2 separate regions of the Drosophila melanogaster genome follow, and region 1 is linked to region 2. The links are chromatin contacts, called in public Hi-C maps. All regions are on one chromosome and are shown on one strand. The core of a region is the stretch at or near the end of the contact, and the rest is flanking DNA. Distances in the headings are between cores, read along the strand shown. Region 1 holds the start of CG5823. Region 2 holds the start of Brf (Brf RNA polymerase III subunit).

Region 1 (7,117 bases), core at 1,266-3,765, 140 kb before region 2:
ACGAAATCGGCCTTCACAGTTTTTATAGTTATGCAAAGCTACTAACCCAGATTAAGCACAAGGGTGGGTCGATTAAAATGAAACATCTCATCATTGCTCTTTGAAAGCACTATAGCACCAACATACATTTCCAAATTAAAAACATGTTTCTTCAAGAAGCAACAAAATTTAACGACTTCCTTTAACTACTATAACTTTAATAACAAAATTGACCCACCCCAATGTACGTATATGTATATGATAATCCTATGTGCCTACTTCGTCTTTCCCGAGATTTGCCGGCATCGCAGAGTCGCCTGTTCCACCGCTCCAGACACCGCAGCCCGAAAACCTGCAATCGACATCAAAGGTTGAAGTGGCGGCGATAAGCGAGTGCGTCATCGGCGTCATCATCCCAACTTACCTGACAGCTCGAGTTGTCTGAGTGCCGCTGCTGTCGATCCCGCCGGACTTGTGACCCCATCCTTGAGTTGTCCGGGATGCATACCACTGTCCCGCACCATGTGACCTGCGCCCAGGACTGTTTGCGATGCCAAACGATAGGCCAGATCCCTGGGCATGCCCATGTGAACGGCTCCATCCGCCAAGGCCTCAATCATCACGAATACATAGGCCGGTCCACTTCCGCTCAGAGCAGTAACCACATCCAACTGGGACTCATCCACCGGCTCACAAGTGCCCACGGACTGCAGCAGCTTCTGGGTAATATCCGCATCTGCATCTGTGGCCTTGGATCCGCGAACGAAAACCGAACAACCGGAACACACGACAGCCGGCAGATTGGGCATCACACGGATGACGCGAGCTTGTGGAGATAAACTGGACTCGATGGTGGACAAAGTGATGCCCATGGCCACGGAAAGGAATAGTTTGCCCGAGCTCAATGGCTGAATCTCCGACAAAACCGAGGGAACCACTTGGGGTTTCACGGACACGAAGACCACATCCGATTGCTGCACAACGGGTGCATTCTTGATCACTGTTTCCACTCCCAGGGATTGAAAGGACTGCAGGGAGAGCTTATCTGCCGGATGGACGCTGGCTATCAGGGTATTGGGTTTGGCCAGGCCTAGGAAATGAATTAGGAAATTTGGCGATTATATGATGAAATCCTTAACGTCCTATCCTTTTGTATCTAATTATAAGATGATGTTAGTTCATATATATATTGCATATCCAAGTGTGTCTTATCTATTGTCTAGCACAAAGTATGTCAGACTACAAATCTATTTTATTAGTGGCTTTCTCACCGGCCGCTAGGAAACCCTTAGCCAAAGCCTTGGCCATATTCCCGCCTCCCAGGAATCCGATCTTTCCGATTGCCGACATTAGTTAATGGGTTAAAAAGTCCGCGGACTGTGAGTACTGAACTTTCTGCTGGTGGAACGGCAACTGTGCGCCCGCCGCCGGCGTTGACCAAAAACAGACGCGAGGATTGATAAGAAATCTTGCCCGGCCAACCCCCTCCCAATCCCCTGCGTTGAGGGAACAACACACCCAGCGATCTGAGCTTATCATTGAGGTTCCTATGTGTGGGTTCGGCAATCGACAGCGGGGCAAAATAATAATAAATACTAAGAACTTTTCACACATTGTAAATAAAGAAAACATTAAACTATTAATAGTGCTGTTTTACAATCGAATTATATTTGAATAAAAATAGTCATTAAAATCCACTTAAGATAGAGACAAATTTTTAATAGATCATAAATTACAACCCATTATTTAAAGTGAAGTTATTATGATTTCAGCTTATATAACAATCAATTATAATATTGATTGATAATATTGATTATATATAATATGTAGTTTAAAATACAGTTCAAGTGCCGCGATTGCTAATATTTTGCCCGCCGTTGTATTTCCTTATCATTTAGAACAACTGTCATCCGCAACTCATTCACCCATTAATCGGCGTGACGAAGTCCAAATTAATGCGAGATGCCGATGCCCTGTAATCCCTGTAATCGTGCGTTGATCCACTTTCGTGTTTTGGATTCCATTTCTATAAATTTCTATATAGCTGTACTCTTTGGCAATCCTTACTTACCAAGTTTCAAAAACATTCCGCACTTTAAGAGATAACAATCGTTATCAATGTGAGCGTGATAACAGTAGAGGCGATATACACATGCTTATTTGTAAAGGGCTACATTAGAAAACCAAAGTATTTACTTTGTATATTACAAAATATTGCCATAGGGATTTTGGGACATACCCGGGTATACTAGATACGTTGGAAAGTAGATACCGCCTAGTAAGCAATTTTCGAAAAGAGTTCTTTCTTCTTTTTATCATATCTCGCATTAAGTAACGGGTATTTGATAGTCCAGCAAATCGGCTAAAACTAAAAGATCTATATTTACTGTTTTCAAAGAATTGCACAGATTTGAGAGTCAGTTAATTAGCGGATACATACACCACTCCATCCAATTTTCTCACCGTATGCAGCAAAGTTTCCCTCCTTCACCACGTGGTGAGGAAGCCAACATAGACTCTGGTAACACTAAACTGGAGATGAAACTTACTTCCGCACACGGTACCACTAAACTCTTCATGCCAAAATAAAAGATTAAATTAAGATATTGCCAGCTCCAAACCCGGATATATAACCCCACAAGTGATTAATACGAATTAGGGGCATCCACTGTAGCGGAGTAAGCTCGTGATACTACCAAAATTTACCAAAGTCAAGCCCTAGTTGTCCCCTACACGTGTGTGAGTGTGTGTGTGCGGGTGTCGGTCGTGTGCGCCTGTATATGTGCGTTGTTTTCTCACTCAATTTCATTGCAATTTAAAAAAAAATCAACAAAAACGCAGTAACAGCAGCAACAACAATTAGAAAACGCACTTGTTACCGAGGTTGGCTGCCAGTACTAGAAAAGCAAACAATAAACAACCGAGCTGGCGAGACTGAAATCCATCGCATGATAAACACACCGAACAAGAATCTTCGACAGCTTCGAAATTCTGGAGAAGGACGGTACGTATTGGTATTTATGCGACCAGATACGAGTATAATTGATTTGCAAATTATTCCACAGGGCCACGTCGCTATCTTATCTGCTACAGTGAGAGAAAAACCAGTAGGCCAGTCGTGTTCGATCATAGTTTAGGTTTTCAAACTTGGGCGGTAGTAATTAAGTTCGTTAAAAATTAGCAAAACCAAAACAACACCATGTCCTCGTCGTCGACGTCCGGCGGCCGGAAGCAACCCACTGCTGTGTCGCGCATGAAGCAGGACTATATGCGCCTCAAGCGGGATCCCCTGCCGTACATAACCGCCGAGCCGCTGCCCAACAACATCCTCGAGTGGCACTACTGCGTCAAGGGGCCGGAGGACTCGCCCTACTACGGCGGCTACTACCACGGCACCCTGCTCTTTCCGCGCGAGTTCCCATTCAAGCCGCCATCCATCTACATGCTGACGCCGAACGGTCGCTTCAAGACCAACACCAGACTGTGTTTGAGTATATCAGGTATGTGTCAGTTCCATATCCGTAGGAGTCCGAATCCACAGCTAGAAATAAAGCGGATTGGTTGTCACAGTAGTAGAACATTAAAGAATGGGTAGTAACTACAGGCTTAAAGACTACCATTAACTTTGAACGCTGAATAGTTTTAGTTATGTTTGACGAAGCCGATGGACTTTGTGGCTTAGTCAAACATGTTTTTTGCGACCTTTCAAATAGATATTCGTGTATCTGTTTAGATCTGTTTAGATTCTATTGTTCCAAACATATAACTTATCAACCCTATTGGGATTTTCAGATTTTCATCCGGACACTTGGAACCCGACTTGGTGCGTAGGCACCATTCTCACTGGACTGCTGAGCTTCATGGTGAGTTATTACGAATACATGATCATACGTTTGAGTAAGCCAATCTTAAATCCTTCACAGCTGGAGAGCACACCCACACTCGGATCCATCGAATCATCGAACTATGACAAGCAAATGTTTGCTCAAAAATCACTAGCATTTAACCTGCGCAACACCAACTTCTGTGAGCTGTTTCCGGAGATAGTCGAAGAGATCAAGCAGCGGCTGCGAGGAACACAGGCGGCAGCTGCTGTGGACGGACCCGCTGCCAATGGAGTAAAGCGTTCCAACGGACTGGCCAACGGAGCGAGCCTGGCATCTGCGGATGGCAATCTGGCGGTGGGCGGCTTGGCCAATCCACTGAATGCAGCGGACGCAATCGATGGCGGGGCGGCGGGTCAGGCGGATTTGGCCAGCGGCGGAGGAGCGGCGGTCCAGAATAGTGCACGGAACTCCTATCTAAACTGGCAGTCCGTCTATTCAAACCTGGTGATCATTATCTGCTTTGCAATTTTTGCCCTCATTGTTAATTACGTGATCAAGAACCTGAATCAGGAATAGAATTACCGACACAGCCTCTATATTTATATAAAGAAATAGTTACACATCCGTATGCGTGTGCATATCTAATCTAGTTTACTTTAAAATAGTCTTCGTGGATTGTATACCGCTTGAGAAGTATTTACATACCCCGCTTGATTCAAAAACAACCGCACTAGACCCCCGGCATCCATTCCCACGATTCCCACGATTGCTGACTTAGTCTGAAAATTATCGGCAGCAAAATTTGAAAACACAAGAACACACAATTCAGAACTCGACTTGTGAAATTTAAAAATTGTTTTGTTATGTATTCATTACTATTAACGCCTAGTTTAATGCAACGTGAATAATGCCAGAAATATGTTTGTAAATGAATAAAGAAGCCCGGCAACATATGAGCTCGTGTACAAATTAACCAATATATGTGTGCGTTTCTTGATTATTAAATGGATCTTCATTTTCAGTCGCCACAAATTGCTTGGATGTTGGATGATTCAACTTGTATAATAAGTTGTAATTTGTAGTTGGCTTTTCGCTGGCTAAGCGGCTTAAGTATGAAGCAAAGTCCGCTGGCAGTCGGCAATAATTTTTCCTCACACTAGCTAAGTACGGCCAAATCCAATAAACTGATGCCTGGCTGGGCAACAATGTTACACATTTAAACCGCTTACATTGTTGGCCATCTTAAGCCGAAATTACACACATGACGCTTATTACTCCTGGAAGTGGGCGTTGCGGACCAAGTTCGATGGTTACAGTGAATTGTGGTTACCACAATCTATGTCTTTGAAGTAAAAACAATCTATGTCTTTGAAGTAAAAACTACAGAATAATACTATGATTTTTTTTTAAAACTATCTATAACCAGTATATATATTTATACGATATATTCGCTTTGTAGGAATATTTTATAGATTTAAAGTCGTTTTAATAGTTTTCCAGGAAAATAAAATACTTGCTGAACAATAACAGATTTATAGAGAAGAGAGTTTAGAATTATTAGAAAATTCGGGAAAAGAAAATCCGATTACCCAGCAGACGCGGCAAACTCCTTTAAAATAAAAGGACGCAGCGACGACTTTGTTTTGCACAGAAAGTTTTTTTGGCCAGACGCTGAAGTTGATAATTTAACTAACGTAAATTTCAAGTTCAGGCAGCATGGCAAAGTTTCCGACTGCGGCTGGCACTCGCAACTTTTCAAATTTGGTTGTTTGTTTTATGAACTTGCAACAGTTTAAGCCAATTTCGGCTGCACTGAGGGAGAAAACCACCAGAAGATACACAACATTAAATGATATCCCGGATGGCCAAAGAGTCCAAGACACACAGACCCCATAACCGAGACATTTCTGGTCCTGTCATCGAGTATTTTTATGCGGGCTGCCGATGGGCGGGGATTTCGGAATCGCTTGTGCTTTTTGCTCGAAATTTATTTTGAGTACCCACCAGGATGGCAACTGGCGTCTAAGTCCGAAGTGTCTCCTGCACTTCCGCCTTATCCTTTTGATGCTCGGGCGGATGTGCAATTTTTGCTCATTTGTTCTTGGCATTTATAAGCTTCAGTTTGCCCGAAAAGAGGTCACTGGCATTGTGGGTCCAAGGAGTTCATTGTTCGCCGCCGAGCTGAAATCCCCAAAATGTGCCAGGCTTAAATGTCCAACAAATAGCTGCAGGACATTAGTTGACGGCAATAAATGTCGATGCTCCCGGGCTAAGCGGCTTATCCACAGCAAATATAAATATGCGCGAGTAAGCTTGCGAAAACAAAACACAAATGGAGTGGTCAACGGCTATTCGATGCGATGGCCACAAGGGGAAGTCGGCCCAACGGGGCTATAAAAATAATGACCAAAACAAAACCAAGTGCCCACGGCCAAGACGGAAGGCCAGATAAATAAATGTAAATAAATAAAAAAACAAATGCCATAATCATTAAGTACGCCTCATTGGCGGACATGTGCCCCGAAGTTCCTGGCCATCTGGAGCTGCCTTTATGCGTTCCGTTCTGCACAGGAGAAAAATAAATAATGGCAAAAATATATAGGGTTTCAATATATGGAGAGCCCATTAATACGTAGCTGATTTCAGAACCAAATTTTATTAATATAATATAGGGTATATCTTACGGATATAAAAAGCAAACACTTAATATTAATTAAATGGTCATATTAAAATATGTTAATGTTAATATGTTAAAATTTGAAATTGGTGTTTAAATAATGTCTTACTTTATATTTCTCATTTTTTTTTCTCAGTGTCATGTGACTTGACCAACCAGGGGTCGTAAATGTTACACATCCGCACACAGAAAACCCACACAATCGCAGGCCAATGCGCATATAAATGAAATGTTTGTTAAATTATGTGGGCAATATACGTTTATGCCTGTGTCAGTGTGCGCAATAAACGATAAAGCATAAACTTAATATGCAAAGGCCACGCGAAAATAGCAACAGCCGAAATGTATGCTATGTTTTCCCTTTCGCGTGTGGGCGACTGTGTGTGTGTGTGTGTGTGTGTGCGCAGGCATATGAGCATTCGCTTTATCAATGCATAAACAAATGGACATCAGCTGCGAGTTATGGCAGGATTGCCTAAGCGAAAGGGCAAGTGGGGTTAGACGGAAAAAGGACCTCATAAGTCTGGTGAAATTTAAAAATAATTAGTCTAGGGATAGAGTGAAAATTAAGTTAGATTTTGGTATTCATTTATGTAAAGTACACTTTACTTACCCTAGTCAAACTTTCCCTGCT
Region 2 (6,542 bases), core at 1,721-4,220:
TGTTCAGTGATCTTTCAGAACCGCATCGTTATACTTGCAGTCTAGCCATGAAAACCTTTCACTCCCTACTATTCGCCCTGATTTTGGCCCTCGTGAGCCTGGACCCCTCTTCCGGTTACTCCCGCCGGAAAGATGAGCGTATAATTAGAGAATATAAGCGAGAGCAAGAGTTAAATCACGCCAAGATCGCCAGAGATTTGGTCCATCGCGCCAATTGGGCGGCTGTGGGAAGTCTCTCCACCAACGAACGGGTGAAGGGGTATCCCATGGTCAACATTATCTCCATCGACGACAGCGATGCTAATAACAGGTCCACTGGACGTATTCGATTCCTGCTAACCGATTTGGACTTCACTGGTCCCGACTGGCAGAAGGACAACAAGGTCACACTCCTGTTCAGTGACGAGCAGACCCTAAGATGCAAGGAGGGCGGAAAGGATCCCATGGAGCCTACATGTGCCCGTTCCATGATCAGTGGACAGGTGAAGAAGGTATGAAAAATGAATTAAATCCTATTTAAAATGGATTAAGAATGTTTTGGCTCATTTGAAGATGGATCCTAGCGACAAAAGCTATCAGCCATCGCTGGATGCCTATGTGAGGCGTCATCCAGCTGCCATCAATTGGGTAAAAGGTTGGTGAAAGCGAACCTCATTAAGAGCTCGATATGTATGTACTAATAATAAATACGTTGTTTCTTTTACAGCTCACAATTTCTACCTTTGCGAACTGGAAATTAGCAATATCTTTGTTCTGGACTTCTATGGAGGTCCTCATAAAGTGAGCGCCTCTGACTATTACGCTGTTTCGAATTGATGAACTCCTCCAAAAGCAATCCAACTGACGCCTCATATACTTTGTCAAAAAATGAAATGATAAGCATATTTGCACAACATGTCTGCCACAAAGGGAAAGAATGAAGACAAAGGCCTTTATGAAAGCCACTTATCAGTTGAGCTCTGTGATTTCAATCGATAGAACAATAACTTTGATATAAATAAAAATACATTCCGTTGAATGTACTCTGACATACTGAAATGTATTGTTTTGGTTTAAGAGAAACCAGAATTGTTTAACTAAAATGTTTTCATCTTTTTAGATTCAATTTACATTATTTATGTGTATATATAAAATACTTTTTAGTTTTATATGTTAGGCGGTAGCCTAGATGGATAATTTATCTGACTCATTAGGTAAACTTCACGCTTTGAGTAACTTATCCAAATATACCTTCTTCTGAAAGCAAACTAAATCACTGCACCCACCAATTCGTAGATAGAACCATTAGTGGTTAATTTGTATGTATATTTTAAACGCAGTTTTTCAAAGTTAATCGATATAAATGTAGTGGCGCAACGCCGTGGATTAGTCTTTCAAGGGGTTTACAGTGGTTCCATCTAGGTACCGGGCACCTTGCACAGGGTGGCATCAATCTTCTGCAGCTGCGGCAGTATGTCGCGCAGTTTGGAGCGGTAGCGAACATCCTTGGCCAGCGGATTGTACTCCAGGTAGATGGTCTGCAGCGCCTTGTTCACCTTCAACAGCTCAATGTCCTTCCAGTCATCGACTCCGTTGTGGTTCAGCCACAGCTCCTCGAGCAGTTCCAGCTTTTCCAGATTGGCAATGCCCTTCAACCGGTTCTTGGCCAAGTCGAGGGTCTCCAATTTGGTGTTCTCCGAGAGGTTTTCAATGGTTTCCACTCCGTTTTCCGAAACGTAGAGTTCGCGGAGGTTGGCAAGCTTTTCAAGGTTCTCGATTTTTACAATGCGATTGGCCTGTAGACTGAGTATCTCCAAATTGACCAATGTGTCCAAGTTCTCGATCTTTGCTATCTTATTTTTGCCCAGGAAGAGCTGTCGTAGATTCACGAGCATTTCGATGTTTTCGATCTTCTTCAGTTTGTTATCCCCCAGCTCTAGCATGGTCAGATTGGTGAGCATGTCCAGGTTCTCGATTTGGGTTATCCGGTTCGACACAAAGTAGACCTTCTCCAGCTTGACCAGCTTGTCAAGGTTCTCTATCTTCGTCAGACGATTGAAGCTAATGTCCAGCACCTCCAGGTGGGGCAAGTCGTCCAAATTCTCAATCTTGGTGATCTGGTTGTCATACAGCTCCAGCTCAATCAGTGTTTTCAGGCTGGACAAGTTCTCGATTTTCTTGATCAGATTCCAGCGCAGAAACAGGCGCTCGATTCGAGTCAGCGGCTCGAAGTTCTCCAGCTTCTCGATCCGGCGATGATTCAGATCAAGCTCGTAGCAGTCCGGATCGATTGTGATTATATCCTCAATGGAAGCCACATCCTCGGCGGGAATCACCTGGATTCCGGACACAGTTTTCGCGGCTTCTGGTTCGTTCATCGCACGATCAGCATCGCCCATGACTGATATATTTTGACCGGCTTTTCTTTTTTTTTAATTCAAGTTGACTTTCGAAAATTGAACGCTGACTTGACTTGTTGTTTATTCCGCTGCTCAGGGTGGAACAAAGTGGGGTGACTTTCTTTAAATATGACGTCAAAGCTTGACACTGTTACAAAAGCAAGAACACACGGTAAATATAAATATGTAAATTTAAAATAAATATGTATTAAAATATTTACTTAATATTTATAAGTTAAGTCCAAGATGACTGTATACTCCTTTTGGTCCAACTTGTTCAATATGTCAACAAAATACTTAGTCACCTTACCGGCACTTTAACACTATTTCTACTAGAGATGTGCACCTAAGAACACGATGCTAAACCTGTATTATTATATATTCCAATGTAAATGAAAAACAAATATTGATTGATAATTTGCCAAATAAACTAGAACATAATTTTTGGAACCAGCTTTACGTAATTTTTACAATTTTAATATCTCTTTTAAGTTTTTCAAGCAGTTGTGCCAATGTCGTTCTTGATTGAGAAATGCGCATCTCTAGCATTTCTTCTTCTATCATCAGTGTTAAGCAACGCCGGCGGGGTTCAATCAGATGTTTTCCAAGCGTGTTGATTCAATTGGCAACAAATTGCAAATTGTTTAAAAAAGACTCGAAAATGGCTTTCAAATGACAGCAAACAAGTAGTTTAAACTGTCAAAACAACGGATAAAAACGAAGCGTTGCAGGTGGCAGTGTTTATTAAAGCAAAGAACAAACAATCATGTCTACGGGCCTAAAATGTCGCAATTGCGGATCCAACGAGATCGAGGAAGACAATGCTCGCGGAGATCGAGGTATAATGACATCCAAGGACCCATATCCATGACACTAACGACGTTCACCCATTCACTGTAGTTTGCATGAACTGCGGCTCGGTATTGGAGGATTCCCTCATTGTTTCCGAAGTGCAGTTCGAGGAAGTTGGCCATGGAGCAGCCGCAATTGGCCAGTTTGTGTCCGCCGAGTCGTCGGGCGGTGCCACCAACTATGGCTACGGCAAGTTTCAGGTGGGATCGGGCACCGAATCCCGCGAGGTGACCATCAAAAAGGCCAAGAAGGACATCACACTACTCTGCCAGCAGCTGCAGCTATCCCAGCACTATGCAGATACTGCTCTGAATTTCTTCAAGATGGCATTGGGTAGGCATCTGACCCGCGGTAGGAAGAGCACCCACATCTACGCCGCTTGCGTGTACATGACCTGCAGGACAGAGGGCACCTCCCGTGAGTAGTGCATTCATTTTGCCTAAAGAGTAGCTTATTGACTGCTCATATCTTCACAGATCTCCTCATCGACATCAGCGACGTACAGCAAATCTGTTCCTATGAGCTTGGTCGTACCTACTTAAAGTTATCGCATGCCCTTTGTATCAACATACCTTCTCTGGGTGAGTGAACGTTGTGAATACTAAACTATACACCTAAATCCCAATCCACAGTCAAGTCAAGCCATAGCTCCACTCTTAATTTTTGTTTTTTTAAAAATATTTTGTTGGGTTTGTTAGATTTGCTTGCTTTCCTTTTATCAGGTATTTAACAATACTCTACTCGTTCCTGTTTTCTTTATGCACTACTTACGTGATGTCAAAATATCCAAAATCTTCAACTCTGAGAAAGTAAATTCGCAAAAATCTAATAATGTATTTTGTTTGATTAAAGTACATAATGGTAATAGATTCATAATCAATACAGGATAACATTTTATATAGATATATGTATATAAAAACCATAATTGTCTTATCAAAAGCAAAAAATCAGTACAATTTCCAAAGAAATCCGAAATACAAACGTAAAACTGATTGTTGCGCTCAGCAGGCTATAATAATGCACAGGAGAAGTACGGGGCTTAGTATCAGTAGAAAGGCATATTGTGTATGTATGAGAGATATAATGGAACAACTACGAAATAGATATAATGCGTACTACAAGATTAATATTTGAATATATATGTAGGGGGGATTTTGTGCGCATCTCGTACAAGATCCCTTGATTTCATTTTTGTTTGCTATTTCGTTAACTGGTTAACTTGGGTTTCAAATTCGTCGTATGCAACTATTAACATGGCCTATTCTCCCTCGAAGTGTTTAGGACTATAGTTTATCATTATCAGATCAGATGTGTGTATATGTTAGGTATATGCTGGCAAAAATATGTTTGGTATATATCGTATTAGCTTTTGTCCACTCTCCCTTTAACTGTCTTTAGAATATTGGTTAACGCTAGCTTGACTGATTGCCCGATTTTCACTTATTGCATGTATCTATGCGTCTCTATTAGCGTCCATATGACCCCATCCCGCCCTCTTAAGTCGTGGAACGTATTAAGTTTTCGAGTCAACTACTAATCTTTATCTATAAAGTTAAGAGTGTATATGATCAACTTTTTCGATTTTGAAAATATCTTTATATGCATTACCAACAGACTATGTGCAGTGCGTTTTAGAACTGCAAAACCATTGATTTCACTTGCTTAACATACTTGGGATATCGAAGGAAACTTTCCAATTATAGCAAATTTCCTATATCGATTGACTTGCATCGGCTGACTTTTTTTTTTGAGATGATCACGTACTGACAATCGTCTTGGAGTTTTAAAACGCACTGCCGAGGTGTATATATATGTGTCTATGCTTTGACGTGTATATATATGTTTATATATAGGACTATTATGAAAACTAGAGTACTCTACTATCTTGGTATATATATATATATATATATATATATATGAGCCTAAAACTCCAATTTACTTTCTTGTGCTGCACTGAAAACCCATGAGTTTCGATTTTGTATCTGTATCTTTTGCGGTTGCTGTGTTTTGTATTGTTGTGTTGGTCTCCTCTGTTGCTGCTGCTGTTGGCGGTAGTAACAGGCTCCCTGCCACTCGGCGCAATAGAGCTGTGCGCATCAGGTGCTTCCGTCGCCATCCTCCCCAGAACTGTTGGCGTTATTGCCAGATCCATTGCTGCTATTCGGAACAGCTGTTCCGGCTGCTGCGGTTGAAGTCGCTCCTGCATTGGAGGAACTGCCACCAATTGGCGTGGGACACAGTGAATTGGTGGGCGAGCTCATTGCTGTCACTGTGGTGGGTCCGTAGAAGATTAACTCTGGGATTTGGCCGCCCTGAACTCCGGTGCCGTTGGTGCTCTCCGACGAGCACTGGAACTGGAATGTCACATTGCCCATTAGCACCTCGGACATGCCCTCCTGGCCAAAGAAGCTAAGCTCGTTTCCATCGAGAATTACGGAGGCGGTATAATAACACTCGGGCTCGATCTGGATGGGATTCTCGAAGAAGACGTGGAACGTGTTGCTTGATCCGTCCGAGAAGAACTTGGTGTCGTTCTCTGCAAGCGTGCGGCCCAGGCGTTTAAGTTCGATCTTTACGTTGTAGTTGGCAGCACCAGTCGACGAGCCGTACAGTCCAAAACCCACAATGAAAATTCTGAAATTTTCAGTTTTAATTACCTTAATCCAATAACCATTTGTTAGATAGAACTTACCTTCGATCAACAGAAAACTGAATTGAATCACAGCGCCCGCGGTAGCGCCACTGGTTCGAGCGATAGGCGCACGACTGGAAGCGATGGCAGACCTGGGTCTTTAATCCCGCCCTGGAGCGTGTGGGAAAGCCCAGGGAGGGCTTCATCTTGGCAGTGAAGTGCAGGAACATGTCGATCGTCTCCTGCGACGAAAGAATGCCTGTCTGGGCCACGCCGTTAGCGAACTCCTCCAGCGACATTGTGGGAATGCGGATGAGGTGCAGCGCTTGTCCCAGCAGCCGGCGCTTGTTCTGCGGCGTGTCATCGATGCTCATCTTCTCGCAGGCGTTCATTGCCCAGTTAAGGGCCGCCTCGAACAAGTGTATCTCCTTGCAGTTGAGTGTCTCTCGCGAAAGAATTGACTCAAAGGTCTTGAGATCAATATCCACAAAGTCCTCGGACTTAACCGCCATCTCGGCCTGGGCGTCGATCACTTCCCAGCAACGTTGCATCAGCTCGGGCTCCTCGAACAGACGCGATTGACTGAGAAGTAGGCAGGCGTTTTTTGCCGTCAACTTCACCTCCAGATAGTTGACGCATGCTCTGGCTAAGTGCGGGACAATGTACTTCTTGGCTGCATA

The links. A called contact is a pair of places that touch in the nucleus more often than the background predicts.
Region 1: a contact with region 2 is called in a Hi-C map of the Kc167 cell line, with 2.0 times the contacts expected there. The contact joins the promoter of CG5823 here to the promoter of Brf in region 2. A contact is called at or near these places in 30 of 107 Hi-C or Micro-C datasets (the D17-c3 cell line, the Kc167 cell line, the ML-DmBG3-c2 cell line and 11 more) and 4 of 6 datasets of contacts at active chromatin or transcription factors (the Kc167 cell line and the S2 cell line).

What each region holds. Positions count from the first base shown.
Region 1 is chr3R:17,529,985-17,537,101 of dm6, reverse strand. It overlaps CG5823, which reads left to right and starts at 2,515. Exons shown (of 4, transcript NM_142374.3): 1 at 2,515-2,983; 2 at 3,045-3,479; 3 at 3,772-3,842; 4 at 3,903-4,777. The coding sequence starts at 3,179. The coding sequence ends at 4,382. P5cr-2 (Pyrroline-5-carboxylate reductase-like 2) reads right to left here and starts at 2,287. Exons shown (of 4, transcript NM_001275741.1): 1 at 2,219-2,287; 2 at 2,051-2,149; 3 at 404-1,069; 4 at 1-331. The coding sequence starts at 2,066. The coding sequence ends at 255. l(3)07882 (lethal (3) 07882) reads left to right here. Exons shown (of 3, transcript NM_001316506.1): 3 at 1-1,569.
Region 2 is chr3R:17,387,765-17,394,306 of dm6, reverse strand. It overlaps Brf (Brf RNA polymerase III subunit), which reads left to right and starts at 2,970. Exons shown (of 7, transcript NM_142359.3): 1 at 2,970-3,217; 2 at 3,279-3,647; 3 at 3,707-3,811. The coding sequence starts at 3,145. lute (lute,) reads right to left here. Exons shown (of 6, transcript NM_001260221.1): 5 at 5,923-6,542; 6 at 4,042-5,864. The coding sequence ends at 5,327. It overlaps sds22, which reads right to left and starts at 2,713. Exons shown (of 2, transcript NM_142362.4): 1 at 2,600-2,713; 2 at 1,287-2,526. The coding sequence starts at 2,378. The coding sequence ends at 1,398. CREG (Cellular Repressor of E1A-stimulated Genes) reads left to right here. Exons shown (of 4, transcript NM_169756.2): 2 at 41-491; 3 at 553-634; 4 at 707-1,035. The coding sequence starts at 48. The coding sequence ends at 816. It also overlaps asRNA:CR44160.